Regions from separate parts of the Mus musculus genome. Here region 2 is linked to region 1. The links are chromatin contacts, called in public Hi-C maps. All regions are on one chromosome and are shown on one strand. Each heading gives the region's core, a stretch centred on a gene start, on an enhancer-like site or on the middle of the called end of the contact. The rest is flanking DNA. Distances are from core to core; before and after follow the strand shown. Region 1 overlaps Npl (N-acetylneuraminate pyruvate lyase). Region 2 overlaps Rgsl1 (regulator of G-protein signaling like 1).

Region 1 (7,739 bases), core at 2,724-5,223:
CTGTTTATTCTTCTCCCTTCCTCTCACGCAGGGGTTTCAGACCCAGTCCTTCCAGACTTAGGATTGACAGAATAAAAAGCATTGCCGGGTCCCACTGACTGACTCTTTGTTTGAAACAGTGAATGGCACCACAGGAGAAGGCCTGTCCCTGAGCGTCTCTGAACGTCGCCAGGTCGCGGAGGAATGGGTTAACCAAGGGAGGAACAAGTGAGTATGACTGAGTGAGTGACCCACTCAAGATCTGTGCCAGCAAGGCTCCTCCCACTGTCCCAGTCAGCTGAGGGGGGACAGGAGCTGGAGCTCTGAGCCTCCCACACATGGCAAGGACGCTCCTTCCCTGTCTCTGGGGAAGGGCAGCCGGACCACAAAACACCCCAGCTCTTACTCAGAAACCACTCTGATCTGCCTGTGAGGCCAAGGCCTCAGGGTTTCCCGTCCTTGGACTAAAGGAGGAGAACAAGAGGGTGACCTGCTGTTGTGTGTATTATTCCTGTCTTAGTTAGGGCTTCTGTTGCTATGATGGCACACCATGAGTTGAGCTAAGCAGCTTGGAGGGAAAGGGTTTATCTAGCTTATACTGCCACATCATAGTTCATCACTAAGGGGAGGCAGAGCAGGAACTCAAATAGAACAGGAACCCAAAGGTGGGCGCTAACTCAGGCAGTGGAGGAGGGGGACTTACTGGCTTGTTCCTTGTGGCTTGATCAGTTTGTTTTTATTTTATTTTTATAGTTTATTTTATGGATTTTTGGTTTTTTGAGACAGGGTTTCTCTGTGTACCCTGGCTGTACTGCAATTCTCTGTAGACCAGGCTGGTCTGGAACTCACAGAGATCTGCCTGCCTCTGCTCCCCGAGTGCTGCTAGGACTAAAGATGTGTGCCACCACCATTGAGGTTGTTATTTTCTTATACGCCCTAGAACCCTCTGCCTATGCTAAGCCCTCCCACAGCAATCTCACATCAAGAAAATTCCCCTAGACCAGTGGTTCTCAGCCTTCCTAATGCTGTGACCCTTTAATACAGTTCTAGGTGTGGGGACGCCCCCCCAACCATAAAATTACTTGTGTTGCTACTTCCTTTTTTTCCATTTTTTTATTAGGTATTTAGCTCATTTACATTTCCAATGCTATACCAAAAGTCCCCCATACCCACCCACCCCCACTCCCCTACCCACCCACTCCCCCTTTTTGGCCCTGGCATTCACCTGTACTGGGGCATATAAAGTTTGCAAGTCCAATGGGCCTCTCTTTCAAGTGATGGCCTATTAGGCCATCTTTTGATACATATGCAGCTAGAGTCAAGACCTCCGGGGTACTGGTTAGTTCATAATGTTGTTTGCACCTACAGGGTTGCAGTTCCCTTTAGCTCCTTGGGTGCTTTCTCTAGCTCCTCGATTGGGGGCCCTGTGATCCATTCAATAGCTGACTGTGAGCATCCACTTCTGTGTTTGCTAGGCCCTGGCATAGTCTCACAAGAGACAGCTATAGCTGGGTCCTTTCAGCAAAATCTTGCTAGTGTATGCAATGGTGTCAGCGTTTGGAAGCTGATCATGGGATGGATCTCTGGATATGGCAATCACTAGATGGTCCATCCTTTCGTCACACTTCCAAGTTTTGTCTCTGTAACTCCTTCAGTGTTGCTACTTCCTAATTGTAATTTTGCTACTGTTATAAATCATAATGTTAATTATCTGCTATGTGACTCCTGTCAGGCTGAGAACCACTGCCTTTGATTCTAGGGCCTGAAGACTTGCCTACAGGCCAATCTATGGAGGTATTTTCTCATTAGGATTCCTTTTTTCCAGATGACCCTACCTTGTGTCAGATTGACATAAAACTAGCCAGCTCCCCAATGCATCACACCGGGGAGCTGGAGCAACGTCTTTGCCCTCAGTCTTCTTTCCATCCAATTGAGAAGCAGGTTGTAAAATCCAACACTTCCCAGGTCTGATTAAGTATACACGGAGACAAAGACGTGGTTGGAAGTATTCAGATAGAGACAAGATATTGTCGGTTAGTAGTAACAGCTGAGCAAGCCCCCCCCCCCTTCCTATATAGCTAAGTGTGGATTGGAGGAGCCCAAAGCTGGTGTCTACATGGGGAGGCTTCTTCATCCCCAATGGTGGGATGCTAGCACAGCTTGCCAGAGCGATGTTAGGTAGACTTTTTTTCTTACTATGTTTGTTTATTTTTATTTGTCTATTTTGGGTGGTTTGGGTTTTTGGTATCATTTTGATTTGGTTTAAGTTTTGATTTTTTTGAAGCAGGGTTTCACTGTACCCCCCTGGCTGTCCTAGAACTTGCTCTGTAGACCAGGCTGGCCTCGAACTCAGAGCTCCACCTGCCTCTGCCTTGGAGTGTTGGAACTAAAAGTGTGCGCCACTACTGCCCCGTGGTTTGTTTTCGAACTGAAGCAGGCTGAATCACCTGCCAAGTTCCTTTATTATCATTATGATTATTATTATCATCACCATCATGATGTTTGAGAGTGTGAGCTTCTGAGTTTGAGGCCAGCCTGGTCTACAGAGTGAGCTCCAGGACAGCCAGGGATACACAGAGAAACCTGTCTTGAAACCACCACCCCTCCCACAAATAAAAATAAATTTAAAAAAGAGAGAGTGTGTGTGAAGGTCAGAGGACAGCTTGAAAGAGTCAGGTCTTTTCATCGAGTGGGTCCTGGGGATAGAACTCTGATCCTTAGACTTCTCAGCAAGGCTCCTTTACCCATTGACTCATCCCTCCAAACTCTTTTATTTTCCCCTAAGGGAGAGACTTTTGTTAACCTGGCTGGCCTGGTTCAACTCATTATGTAACCAAAGATGACCTTGATTTTTTTTTTTTTTTTTTTGGTTTTGGTTTTTCTAGACAGGGTTTCTCTGTATAGCCCTGGCTGTCCTGGAACTCACTTTGTAGACCAGGCTGGCCTTGAACTCAGAAATCCGCCTGCCTCTGCCTCAGTGTTGGGATTAAAGGCGTGTGCCACCACGCCCAGCTTGTTTTGATGTCCTTGAAACTGGGTCTTAAGTAACTTAGGCTGACCTTGAACTTTTGATCCTCCTGTCTCCACCACCCAAATGTTGGGATAGCAGGTGCAGTGTGACAGGAACTAATGCCCTAGTATTTTTATTTTATTTTTTATTTTTATTTTTTGAGACAGGATCTTTTGACATAGGTCTGACTATCTCACTATATAGACAAGGCTTGCTTGAACTCAGAGACTCACCTGCCTCTGATGCTGAGATTAAAGGTGTGCGTACCACGTTGCTTGCTTTCTCCAGACTGCTCTATTCTTTAGACTTAGGCATGCTAACTAATGTCAAAGTCCGTCCCCCTTCCTCCCTCTGCCATGTTGCTCTTATGTCTTTAGTTCAACTTTGTCTGTCTGTAGGCTCCTGCAGTACAAGCTTACTGTCTTTCCGTGAAGTTTCTCTTTCATTCAGTCCTGGGGCGGGAGTGGTTCTGCAGCAGTGCAAAGGTGGATTCGAGCTGGGGAAGGGGAGCTGTGAGGGGAGCTGTGAGGGGAGCTGTGAGGGGAGCTGTGAGGGAGCTGTGAGGGGAGCTGTGAGGGGAGCTGTGAGGGAGCTGTGAGGGGAGCTGTGAGGGGAGCTGTGAGGCCGCGAAATGCAGAAGCAGGGCTGAGGTTTCCTTTGTTTGATGGAGGGCGGGAAGTCCTGCCCTGCTGCCACGCAGCTGCAGCTCCTCCGGGAAGCTGAGGTCAGCTTTTTCTCTTCCTACAGAGGATTCCTCTTTCTGTATTCTTTTCCTCTGGAGTTTGCCCCCCCCTTGTCACTTTTCTTTTTATGAATACTTTTATTATTTATTCGTTTTATTGTATGAGTGTATGTGGTAAGTTATCTGCGCCAACGAAATGAGCGAATGCAAACCAAATTAAGGTAGAAAGGCAGGTTTACTGGGGAGTAGCTCTTCACCAGCCACAAAGGAAGGGGGTCAGTGCAGTTGCCATGGAGAGCGAGACAGAGCGGAAGAAAAAGAGAGAAAGCATGTATGCAGAGAGAGAAGAGAGAGAGATGCAGAGAGAGGTGGGGAGGAGAGAACCAAAATGTCTGGATGATAGGAAGCCCAGCTCTTGGGCTGGAAAGTTCAGGGTAGAGGGCAGGCTGTGCCCATGCCCTGTAAGAGGTAGGAACTGAGGGATGCTGGAAGAACCTGGAGGCCAGGTCGGCTTTGGTATGTTAAATACACATCTCAGCTGCTTGTCCCGGGTCTGAAACCGGGACAGTATGTAGGTGTACCACAAGTGTGCTTGCTGTCTACAAAGGCCAGAAAAAGATGTCAGATTTGTTAGCATTTCTTCTAGGTTCCGCCCTACAGTTACCTGGCAACAGCCAGATGTGCCTGACTCCTTATAAAGGGGACTGCTGGCCCTCTCCTCACTCTCTTCTCTTGCTCCTCTTCTCTTATTCTCTTCCTCTCGTCCCCCTCTATCCCCCCTCTCCCCTCCTCTTTCCATGTGTTCAAGGTCAGTCTCTACTCTCTTTGTCTTTCTCCATCTCTTCTACCTCCTCAACTCCCATCCCCATGCCCTAAATAAACTCTTTTTGGTTTTTGGAGACAGGGTTTCTCTCTATAGCCCTGGCTGTCCTGGAACTCACTTTGTAGACCAGGCTGGCCTCGAACTCAGAAATCCGCCTGCCTCTGCCTCCCGAGTGCTGGGATTAAAGGCGTGCGCGCCACCACACCCGGCCCGGCTCTCTTTTCTATTCTATACCTTCCTGTGACTGTACCTCAGAGGGAAGGGATGCCTCAGCATGGGCGAGCAGAGGTACCCCCTTCCCATGCACCATACAAGTTCATGCCTCTTCCAAACATGTCCCTGGCTTCTTTTTCTTTTTTTATTAAAACACTTGCGTTACAGACAATTGTAAGCCACCATGTTAGTGCTTGGAATTGAACCCAGGTCCTGAAAGAACAAGCCAGTGCTCATAACCACTGAGCCATCTGTCCCATCCCATGTTATGTTCTTGGTAAACGGAGCTCATGTTCTTAGCTGCAGAGTCCTGCATGTCCTGGGAACTGAGCACACTCCCTTTAATGCCAGTCAGGACCCGGTGATCTGGCTCAGCCCTCGAATCCACATTTCCTGCTATATCTTTTACTTTAGATGAAGCTCTTGAGTAGAAGAGTTCTATCTCCAGATGTTTTGAAGAAAGCCTATGTACATTTGGATTCTGAAAGAACTGCCTTGCTGTGGTCTTTTACAAAATTTTCCTTTCTGCATGCTGTTGTGTTTTATAAAAAAGAAAAGGATGCCAGGGATATGTTTGGAGGTTTGGTACTATGTGGGGGAAGGGGACTCTGCAGGCCATGCTGAGGCATCCCTTTCCCCTGAGGGACCTGCCACACGATGGTATAGTATAGAATAGAATTTATTTAGGGCATGGGGAGGGGAGTTGGGGATGTAGTAGAGTTAGAGAAAGGGGGAGAGAGAGAGAAAGAGAGAGAGAGAGTAGAGGCTGGCCATGAACAGGTGAAGAGAGATGGGGGAGAAGGAGGGCGGAGAAAAGGGACAAAATGGGAAGAGGATAGGAGAGCAAGAGAGGAGAGTGAGGAGGGGGGCAAGCAGCCCCTTTTATAGTAAGTCAGGCACACCTGGCTGTTGCCAGGTAACTGTAGGGCGGAGTCTAGAAGAAATGCTAACACATGGACTTGTATATAGAAAGTGTGTGACCTGTAGATAGACCATATATTTTTTTTTCCCAAGTGCTTTTGATCAGGTAGTCAATTTTATGATTATAAAAAGATAGAGAGGTATTAAGATATGTTCTATAGGGGTGTGGTGAGGTATGAGGGGAAGAGGTGCCTCGGGGGCGCCCATGCCAAGGCATCCCTATCCCCTGAGAGACCAGCCACACAATGGTATAGTATAGTATAGAGTTTATTCAGGGCATGGGGAGGGGAGCTAAGAGGGTAGTAGAGGCAGAGAGAGGGTAAGAGTAGAGAGAAGTAGAAGTCGACCATGGCCATGTGGAGAGAGGGGAAAAGGGAATGGGAAGAGAGGAAGAACAAGGGGGCAAGAGGCAAGGGAGAGAAGCAAGAGAAAGAGGAGGGGGCTAGCAGCCCCTTTTATAGTGGGCCAGGCCTACCTGACTGTTGCCAGGTAACTGTGAGGGTGGAGTCCAGACTAAGTACCAACAGACAACACCAGGAACAAATAAGATTTTGTGAATTGGGAGGGCTGAGTATGATGTTGTATACACACCCCTCCTTTTTTTTTTTTCTTTTGGGTTTTTTGGGGGGTTTGTTTTTGGGTTGTTTTTGTTTGTTTGTTTGTTTTTTTGGTTTTTTTTGTTTTGTCTTTTTTCGAGACAGGGTTTCTCTGTACAGCCCTGGCTGTCCTGGAACTCACTCTGTAGACCTCACGCTGGCCTCGGACTCAGAAATCTGCCTGTCTTTGCCTCCTGAGTTCTGGGCAGTGGTGTACCCCTTTAATCCCATCATAATAAGCTCCAGAACTACATAATAGAAAGAACCTATCCCAAAAATAAATAAATAATAAAATAACTTAGGGGTAGAGGAAATGGCTCAGCAGGGAAGGCTTTTGCCCACAGCACAATCCCCCCACCCCTCCTCCACACACACTGGCCTGTTGGAAGGTTGTAAGCCACGGCATGGGTGCTGAGAATCAAACCAGGACCCCCCTGAGAACAGCCAGTGCTCTTCACTGCAGAGCCACCTCTCCAGCCCTAAAATAACTTTGAAAAGTAGCCAGTTTACTTCCTGTATGAAAACAGAGAAATATCTTTATGCACTTCTTAAAGTGGTAATACTAGGGATTAAATTCAGAGCTGCTTCCTACGTGTTAGGGTAGTGCTCTGCCACTGAGATAGATCTCAAATATCTGTAGCCCTTTTGCATTTTTTATTTTGAGACAGGGTCTCAGTAAGTTCCCAAAGTCTTCTTAAATTTGTGATCCCCTGCATCAGTTTTCCAAATAGCTGGGATTATGGGCCCGTGCCACTAGGGCCTTGCCTACTTTTTATTGTCTATCTTTATTTATCTTTATTTATTTATTTTAAATATATGTGTGTGTGTGTGTGTGTGTGTGTGTGTGTGTGTGTGTGTGTGTGTGTGTGTATTTATGTATGTGAGTACACTATAGCTGTACAGATGGTTGTGACCCTTCATGTGGTTGTTGGTGATTGAATTTTTAGGACCTCTGCTTGCTCTGGTCAACTCCAAAACTTCATTTATTATTATACATAAGTACACTGTAGCTGACTTTTGACTCTCCAGAACAGGGCGCCAGATCTCATTCCGGGTGGTTGTGAGCCACCATGTGGTTGCTGGGATTTGAACTCAAGACCTATGAAAGAGCAGTCAGTGCTCTTACCCACTGAGGCATCTTGCCAGCCCCTATTTATTTTCAAGACCGGTTTTCTCTGTGTAGCCCTGGCTGTCCTGGAACTTGGATCTGTAGACCAGGATGGCCTTGAACTCACAGAAATCCACCTGCCTCTGCCTCCTGAGTGCAGGGATTAAAGGCATGAGCCACCACACCCAGGTACTTTTGAATTTTTAAATAATATTTTTAATTTTTTTGAGTTTTATATAATGTATTTTTAAATTTTTGTTATTTTGAAAACAAATAATTTCAGTAATTTCCCCAAGTTGGCCTTGAATTTGCAATCCTCCTTCCTCAGCTTTCCAAGTATTTGGGATGGCAGACCTGTGCCACTAGACCCAGTTTTCATGCATTCTTGATTAGTATTGGGGTTTGGG
Region 2 (7,739 bases), core at 3,288-5,787, 270 kb before region 1:
AGAAGGTTACATGCACGCAGCTTTGAATAATAGCTGTGACTGTGACATAAGAGGTTACATGAGCAGTTAAAATTGGAAAGGGGAGTAACTAGAGATACAGTTGCAGCCTGCCAAGGAAGATGAAACCCCGGAGGGAGCACAGCCTACCCAAGAAAGACTGTGAGAGAAAAGGAAAGGGGATCGTGGGCGAAACATTAGCTTTAACTCCATTCAAGGGGCAGCCAGGTGTGCTGCCTTTAATCCCAGCACTAGGGAGGCAGAGATAGGCGGGTCTCACAGGTCCAGAAACTACACTGTAACCCACGTTCGGTTTCATTCCCTACTCGGAACAGTCTCCAAGGTCTCTATCCTTTCCCCTCTAGCAACAATACAACGCTCTGTTTTCCAGGAACTTAACAGAAGTCCTCCTAAATAATGCACACCTCGAGTACTTCAAAGAGTTCCTCAAAGACCGGAAGTCTGAAAGCCCGTTGCAGTTCCTGATAGCCGTACAGAAGATCATGATGGAGACCAATGAAAAGACTTATAAGACATCTTTGGAAAATATAACCAAGACTTATCTCCACGGAAAGGTCCCTGCCGGTGTGCCTCTCTTTCTCTTGATTCTCCCTTTAGTTTCTTGGGAGGAGAAGTTTGGGAAGTAGCCTGACTCCATCAAAACCGCTAGAGAGAACTGAGAGGGAAATGGCCACATGGGGGCAATATTGAGACACCGAGGATGAATGCAGAGAACAATTTTAAGCCCAAAGTCAGCACACTGATGAAAGGAAATCACAAGTGAGATACATTCCATACACACGCTCATTAATCTCCTTTATTGTTGGGAATCTAACCTAAACTCCAGTAAGGTAGGAATAAGTAGCTGCATTTTCTAAACAAAGGAAGTACAACGCATTGAAGTTAGCTATAACTTATTCCATTGAATGCAAATTCCAATTATTTGACCATTAAAATGACTAGCCTGGGACTAGCTATAAGCAAACAGGTGGTGTTCTCCATCCCCAGAAGAAGAGTTGCACTGGGGAACACTGTGTCTGACAACCGTTCCTAAATGTTGTCTTGTTTTCCTGTCTAAGGTGGTGGTAAAGACTGTGGAAATACATTTTAGCTGGAGATTGCAAGTAAAGTTTAGCTCATGGCTCTAGAAAAAGGAGGTGAGAGCACAATGCCCTTCTAAAGCTGTAGAGCCGAGCTTCTTGTCTGTCACAGGGGAACAGGCAGAGTTTATGTAGGCAGAAAGGGGCTCATTTATTTAGTGGTTTTTTTACTTGTTTGTTTGCTTGGTTTGGTTTTGTTTATCCAAGGCAAGTGTAGAAATACAAAAAAAAAGAAAAAAGAAAAAGTTCAAAAGTAACAAGTCTCTCTTGTTCATTTATTTGTTTGTTTTGAAACAGGGTCTTGCCACACACTGCAGACTGGCCTGAAACCCGTCTATGTAGCCCAGACTGGCCTTAAACTCTCAAGCTTCCAGCATCTGCCTGCCATGTCCTGGGATGTACAGAAATGCCCCAGCTCAGCATGCGAGTTTGTAGGTCCAATTCGAATGCATTAATAATAAACTCAGATTCACAAATATTGCATTGATATCACATTAATGCAATTATAAGAAGTTACAAAGCACTTCCCCTTGATGTGCCTTAAACAAGAGGGAGCCCAGATTTGAATTTCTACTTGTCCTGTGTCTCCTGCCAGGAGCTAAGTCCCACAGCTAGCTCCACAGGTTCATTGACAGTCTAAACTATAGTTCTTATGTATACATTAACATCGAACTTTTGTATAGATAAACCCAGTCAATATTTTATCTTTTGTCCTTGCAACTACAATATATCATTCATTCCTTTTACAATCTTTAGTTAATGGTTTTATGGCCTAAAGGAATGTATTCATTCCTAAATTGTAAATCTTTTTGCCTGCTTTCCATCTAGTGCAATTAACTTGTGATATGTGAAGACTGGCAGAGTTCTAATAGCAGTTTTCATATCATAGAGGACTTTAATTGCAACCCTATTATAAAGGGCTCAATAGTTATTAGTATAAATTTAGGAATTCTTATAGAATCATTAGGAATTAAGAAATCATCTATTTCTCTATATAGCATCACTACAAGATAGTGCATCTTCTTTGATCTGCAGAAAATCTGCCCGGTAGGGTGGGCTAACACCCAGGGATTGCTATATTAATTTAATAATGACAGGGAGGACATATCAATAGCAAGAATCATTCCTGAGATTTGTGTCTTAGGGCCTTGCCTCCAGAGCTTATCCACCACCATCTATGCAAAATGATGGACATTTCAGGAAAGTCACCCACTAGTCTTAGCCTCTCCTAAATGGCTTCTGACAGTCTTCCATCATCTTCTGTCCATGGTATGAGTCTGAATCTGCGCCTGCCTGAATGCTGTCTTGTGAACCTGTCCCTGTGTTTGTGTGTTCCTGTGTATGTCCATGGCAGAGGGTTCTGCTTTCTTATTGAACAGCACAGAAAGCACAATATGAAGAAGGAATGGGGCACTTTACAGAAATCCTTAACAGAGTCTTATAAGGGGTGAAGCCACTGATTCCAGATTATTCCAGCTGACCCAGATACCAATCAAACCAATGCCATCAAGCGATATCCATACATTGCTCCAACATTTTTTTTGTGCACATTCATTTTATGAAGCTAGTTTGGTCCTATCTTCTGTCCTCAGCAAATGATTATCATAACATACATGCACACATACACTCACCTTGGGACATAATTTAAGATTTGCATCAGTTGTAAAGATTAATTACCTGAGAAATCTAAGGCAAGGAGGGTCAGTTGTTACATTGTTCTCTTAAAGGCAGGTTAAGTAGACTGCAGTAGTAGTCCTAAGCCTAAAGTGACCTTGGGGTACATTTTGAACTCTGACGATGAGGCCCACCCAAAGTTCCTGTCTTTTAGAATGCAAGAGGTATCTTTATTATTATGCATTGGCACATATAAGAAATACTTGTTTGCTGAATTTTAAGATGAGTTCTATGCATCATTCTGGAAGGTCTCAGAGAGAAAGGAGTGCCCAGATACTCCGAAGCGCATGCTCAAGCTCATTAACAGTCCTATTGTCTCTGGACACGGAGCATCGTGGTGCGCTCCACAGTGACTGTCGCATCTTGGGCTCTCCTTCTGTACCTGAAGAGTTCGCTTTGTTCCTTTCCCCCTAAGCCTCTCTCTAAACTGGAAAACTTCACCCCAGCTACAGAAATGAATTCAAATTTTATTTTAACTTTATTTTCTTTCAAGCTTTCATCTTTGAAATGGGACTAAGAAAGATAGTGTTTTGTCTACAAAAAATAGTTTCCCATAACATATAAAATAATCTTTGGAGACTTGCAAATTGTAGAAGGCTCAGTGAGGCCAGAATAATACCAGAGTCATGAGCCTTTCTCATGAAACCACCAAACTATGGACAGAAATGACTCTCCTTTCCCCCTCCCTCCCTCTATTCCTCCCTCCCTCCCTCCCTCCCTCCCTCCCTCCCTCCCTCCCTCCCTCCCTTTCTCTCATTCTTTAGAGGAAATACTGCAGTGTGATGCTCCCTTTATCAAAGAAATTGCTAATGTGCGTCACATCACCACCACCACGTTGCTGATGCTCCAGGGTTATGTCATGAAATCTGTGGAAGAAAAATGGTGAGCATGTTCAGAGAAGGTGGGGTTCCCTCTGGGGTTGCTTCCTAGCTTTGAAAAGCCACATTAAGCAAAGATCTCCCAGACCTCATAGTGTACTGCTAGAGCTGTCCTACAAAAGAAACACCAAACTTACTTTGAAATCTCCTGCCTGCCTGTGTTTGCAACACACACATACACACACTCACTTACACATATACACACACTCAAACATACACACATATATAAAATATACACAGGCACATATACATAAATGCATATATACAACACACATACAGAGAGAGGGGGAGAATGAGGAAGAATACAGCGCTGAGAAGCACAGATAGGCTGACTTTAGATAAAATTGAGATAGTCAGAGGAGAGCTTTTGAGTATCCCACACTTCCCACTGTAACTCCTGCAGGAGCTGACATGGAAAAGGCCTTGTTATGTTTCATGCACCGTGGTTTTATCTTCTTTAATACTCTCTGTCGCCTTTCTGGTAGGTTTAAGGAATACCAAGACTTGTTTCCACCACGATCTGTGGAGTTTGAGTTTGTTGAAGCACAGGCCGTCCCTAGGAAGCCCTCAAAGTCAACAACACACCTACACGACTCCCAGGTCAGTGAGAGGGAAGAGGGGAGGACATTACAGGCAGGAAAGCCATTGTCCAGGCACTATCGGCTGTACAAAAGATTGTCCCTGTTAGGCCCCTTGATATATTACTGAAAGAAAGGATTACTCTTCGCTGTGTGAGTTGTGTTTTAAGCCCCATTTTACAAAAGGATAATCTGAGGCTCAGAGAAACGTACTGGGAAGTCCCTTCCTGATCTGCCTCTCTCTGGCCCCAGCTAAGCGAAAGGCACAAGATCTCCGGAGATGACACTGTGAGAGTATCTGCGGCTCGTGCTTATTTTAAGGATGTGAAACTGACCGTCATGTGGTTTTTGCTAATCTTTCTGCACAAAGATTAGACTGATCAGCCTGGGCTACACATCCAAACACTGGCAACATAAGCCTCACCTTGCAGTATGACAAAGGGTGGGCCTGGAACATGTGTCCCACCGACCAGGAAATACCAGAAAGACAATGGCAGCAGCTGGCAGCGAGTACGCATGTTTCTCCTCCTAAACCCAATTGCCCCTCTTATCCTTAAGGGAGAAGAGACAGGAGCAGTGCACAGGGAAGTCTTTCCATGGGGTTTGAAAAAGCAAAGATACTCCTTTAAAGAACCTCATATTCAGTGTGAGTCATTTAGGTAGAGAAGATTGAGCCCAATTCTACCGGATTCCAATGATCAGGTTAAAATATATCTGAAGATGAGATTTAAGCCCAATACTGTGTACATGAAAATGTGCTGGGTTTTTCTCTCTCCACTCTCTGTATATGAGCCAAATCTGCATGGTGGGATGCTTGCAAGAGTGTGTTTGCTGAATCATCGAGCTTTGTAGTAATTTCAGCTTTCCCCGGTCAGACAAAAGGAAACCAGAATGTTGTCGCTGCCTGCTGTGAGTTACACACTTTGTTACACACATCCAAAAGCCCCTAAACCACAACCCTGGAGGCTGTTGTTTGTGTCTTACACAGAGACACAAGTAAATTGACCCAAATTACACCTCTATGGAGAAGGTAGAGTCTACCCGAAAAGTTTCCAGCTCTCAAATCCACTGCGTTTAGTCCTTCACCGCTGTCTCTCTAAAGCCGTGTTTGCACAGGCCGTCCCCCTCCAAGGATGGAGCAATCTCAGCAAAAAGAGAGGTTTTGGCTCGACTTATCAAAATTTTTGATATGAGCCCAGTTCCTATTAAAGGAATGTAGAACAGAATGTGTTTGCTTGTACAAAGTAAGAAGCCCAAGTGGGGGAATGGGTACTTTAAAGTTTTCATAATGATGAGAAATGGGTTTATACCTTTCTCTATTTCTTTAACACTTTAAGATCTGCCGAGCCATCATTTCCTCCTGGTAAGCAGCAACTTGTTCTCTGTTGCTTCCCTTTTTTTGAATACTGACCTTCCCGGCTTCTGGAAGGGTGTGTGGTAGAAGGAGTTTGAGCACAGGCTCCGTGATTGGAGCCAGACTCCTCTACTTGTCAATTCCTTAGTCTGAGGCAGACTGACTTGGGTTCCCTCACCCTCAAAATGGGAGCTCAAAAGCATCCTTTTATAGAAGTGAGTATTTCCAGCGTAACAGAGATCAGGTTTGTGGCACACACAGAGAAGGTTCTTTGTGAACAATAGCCATGCTAAGGGACACCCTCTTCCTTCTGCAGAAAAGGGGATGGATAAAAATGATCGCCTTCATCAAGAGTTTTTGCAACTACCGCAGATTCATAGCTGATGCCAACAATCGCCAAGAGCTGGCAGATTTCATCTACCTGGAAATGTTCAACAACAAAGAGAGTGAGTCACTTCCCGGACATGGTGGGCAGTCCACATGAGAACTCTAGCTACTTGCTTCGTGCCAGGCCAGCATCAGCCACAGTGAGCCTGGATGACCAGACTTTTCAAGGCCTGCCTGGATAGAGGTGCTTCTCAAAGAGCCAGCAAGTGTGGGAAATAGCAAGGGCACTCTGGCGCCTCACATTTTAAATATATGATATTTTTATTAATTATTTGAAAAATGTATACATGTGTACAATATATTTTGATCATTAGCTTCTTGTTAATTCCTCTCAGATACACTCTCTGCCTCTCTACCCCACTCCAACGTCATGTGTTTGTTTTGTGTTTTTACAACTCATCATATCCAGTTCCTGCTGCTCATATATTTATGGGCATGAAGCCATTCACTATGGCATGGCCATCTTACCAAAGAGGATTCACTTTTTGTGAAATGGTTTCTTTACGTTGTTTACTGTGGTCTCTAAAAATATCTTTAATTTTTTCTTGCTATATCATATATATAATAATCAGTATATGCTATTAATAAAGAGGTAACAAAATTACAAGAACATGTAGGACACAGTCTTCAGAACACCGCCAATGCTTTGAAGCCTACATTCTGAACATATATGCATACACACATATCTGTGTCTCTCTATATATCTATATAAAATCTCCACATTTTTCATTTATAATTTACCATTTTCCTTACCATTTTAGATTGAACATCCTTTTCTGTCAGTGCACATCCATCTGCCAAGTTTTCGACTGGCATAAAGTGTCCACTCTATAGACTTATTCAACTGCTTCATTAATTCATTCATGGCCATTACCGAGAATGCTTTAGGGTATGCGCTTCAGCAGGTGCTGAGACTTCAGTGGTAAAAATAAAAACTATGCTCTACCCTTATGATCTAGAGTTTTCCTACAGAAACTGTAAGCCACAGATAACAGATCGTGTCTACCACTTGTACTTGAATGAATGACTCGTGCCTCCATTTCTTCATTCATAGAATGGGAATAATAACTAGTCTTACCTCACTGGGTTGTTGTGAAGCTAAGAGGGGTGACAGCTTGAGCATCTTTGAGCTATGCTTTAGCGATGCTTCGTGACAGAATAGTTTTTAACCAGTCCATTGTTATTACTATGTATGTGTGATGAGTGATTTCAATAATGCTTGCCGACAGACCCTAGTTAGCACTGGCAATGGACAGGGATGAAATTTTCCCCCAGAATGGCCTGAAGTTGAGTTTTCAGGAGTGAACAAATGAAGCAGGTGCAGTGGGAGAGAAAAGGGTGTGCACGGACCCCTAAACCAAGAGAGTGGGTGGTGCAATCTAGAAATTTCAAACAGGATGCTTGGACTAGAGATGAGCCAGGAAAGTTCCTGAGGTGACGAGGAAGAAACGGGCAATGACAGCTCATGTCTCTCTGGACTTGTGAGTTATTCTAACATTCACTCAAATGTACTAAGTTTCTATGGGAAAAGAACAAACGCCCTCATGTTGTTGTTGTTCAATTTGAAGTCTCCAGAACTAGTGCACTAATTTACACTTCTACTGAGGCTATCAGTCAGGGTCTGATTCTCCACAGTCTCACCAACAGAGACCACGATGTATTCTAAAAACTCTAACCATAACTATCCTTAAAGTGCCCTACCACATGCTATTTGCCTGTGGCAAGGTGGCCTGGTGCTGCTCAGAGTTCCCACCATGCTGTTGGTATGAAC

The links. A called contact is a pair of places that touch in the nucleus more often than the background predicts.
Region 2: a Hi-C map of bone marrow-derived macrophages shows a contact between it and region 1, with 20 read pairs. The contact joins two enhancer-like sites. A contact is called at or near these places in 5 of 39 promoter capture datasets (the C10 cell line, cranial neural crest, embryonic stem cells and 2 more), 6 of 484 Hi-C or Micro-C datasets (the 63-12 cell line, CD8 T cells, the STO cell line and 3 more), 11 of 115 datasets of contacts at active chromatin or transcription factors (the 230-238 cell line, bone marrow-derived macrophages, craniofacial prominence and 5 more) and 4 of 9 other capture datasets (adipose tissue, liver, macrophages and 1 more).

The regions. Positions count from the first base shown.
Region 1 is chr1:153,528,340-153,536,078 of GRCm38.p6, reverse strand. It overlaps Npl (N-acetylneuraminate pyruvate lyase), which reads left to right. Exons shown (of 12, transcript NM_028749.1): 4 at 120-207. Among named protein-coding and RNA genes, the nearest start is that of Npl, 18 kb to the left of the region's middle. Within about 2 kb of position 3,973, at least 148 of the 459 cell types and tissues checked have an H3K27ac peak or open chromatin away from gene starts, as enhancers often do. A contact at or near this core is called in adipose tissue, bone marrow-derived macrophages and microglia, where this site is marked.
Region 2 is chr1:153,800,524-153,808,262 of GRCm38.p6, reverse strand. Rgsl1 (regulator of G-protein signaling like 1) reads left to right here. Exons shown (of 22, transcript NM_001368270.1): 12 at 389-582; 13 at 3,536-3,653; 14 at 4,135-4,249; 15 at 5,898-6,027. The region is part of intron 1 of Gm41974 (a long non-coding RNA gene); the gene reads right to left. Among named protein-coding and RNA genes, the nearest start is that of Gm41974, 19 kb to the right of the region's middle. Within about 2 kb of position 4,537, at least 55 of the 459 cell types and tissues checked have an H3K27ac peak or open chromatin away from gene starts, as enhancers often do. A contact at or near this core is called in adipose tissue, bone marrow-derived macrophages and microglia, where this site is marked.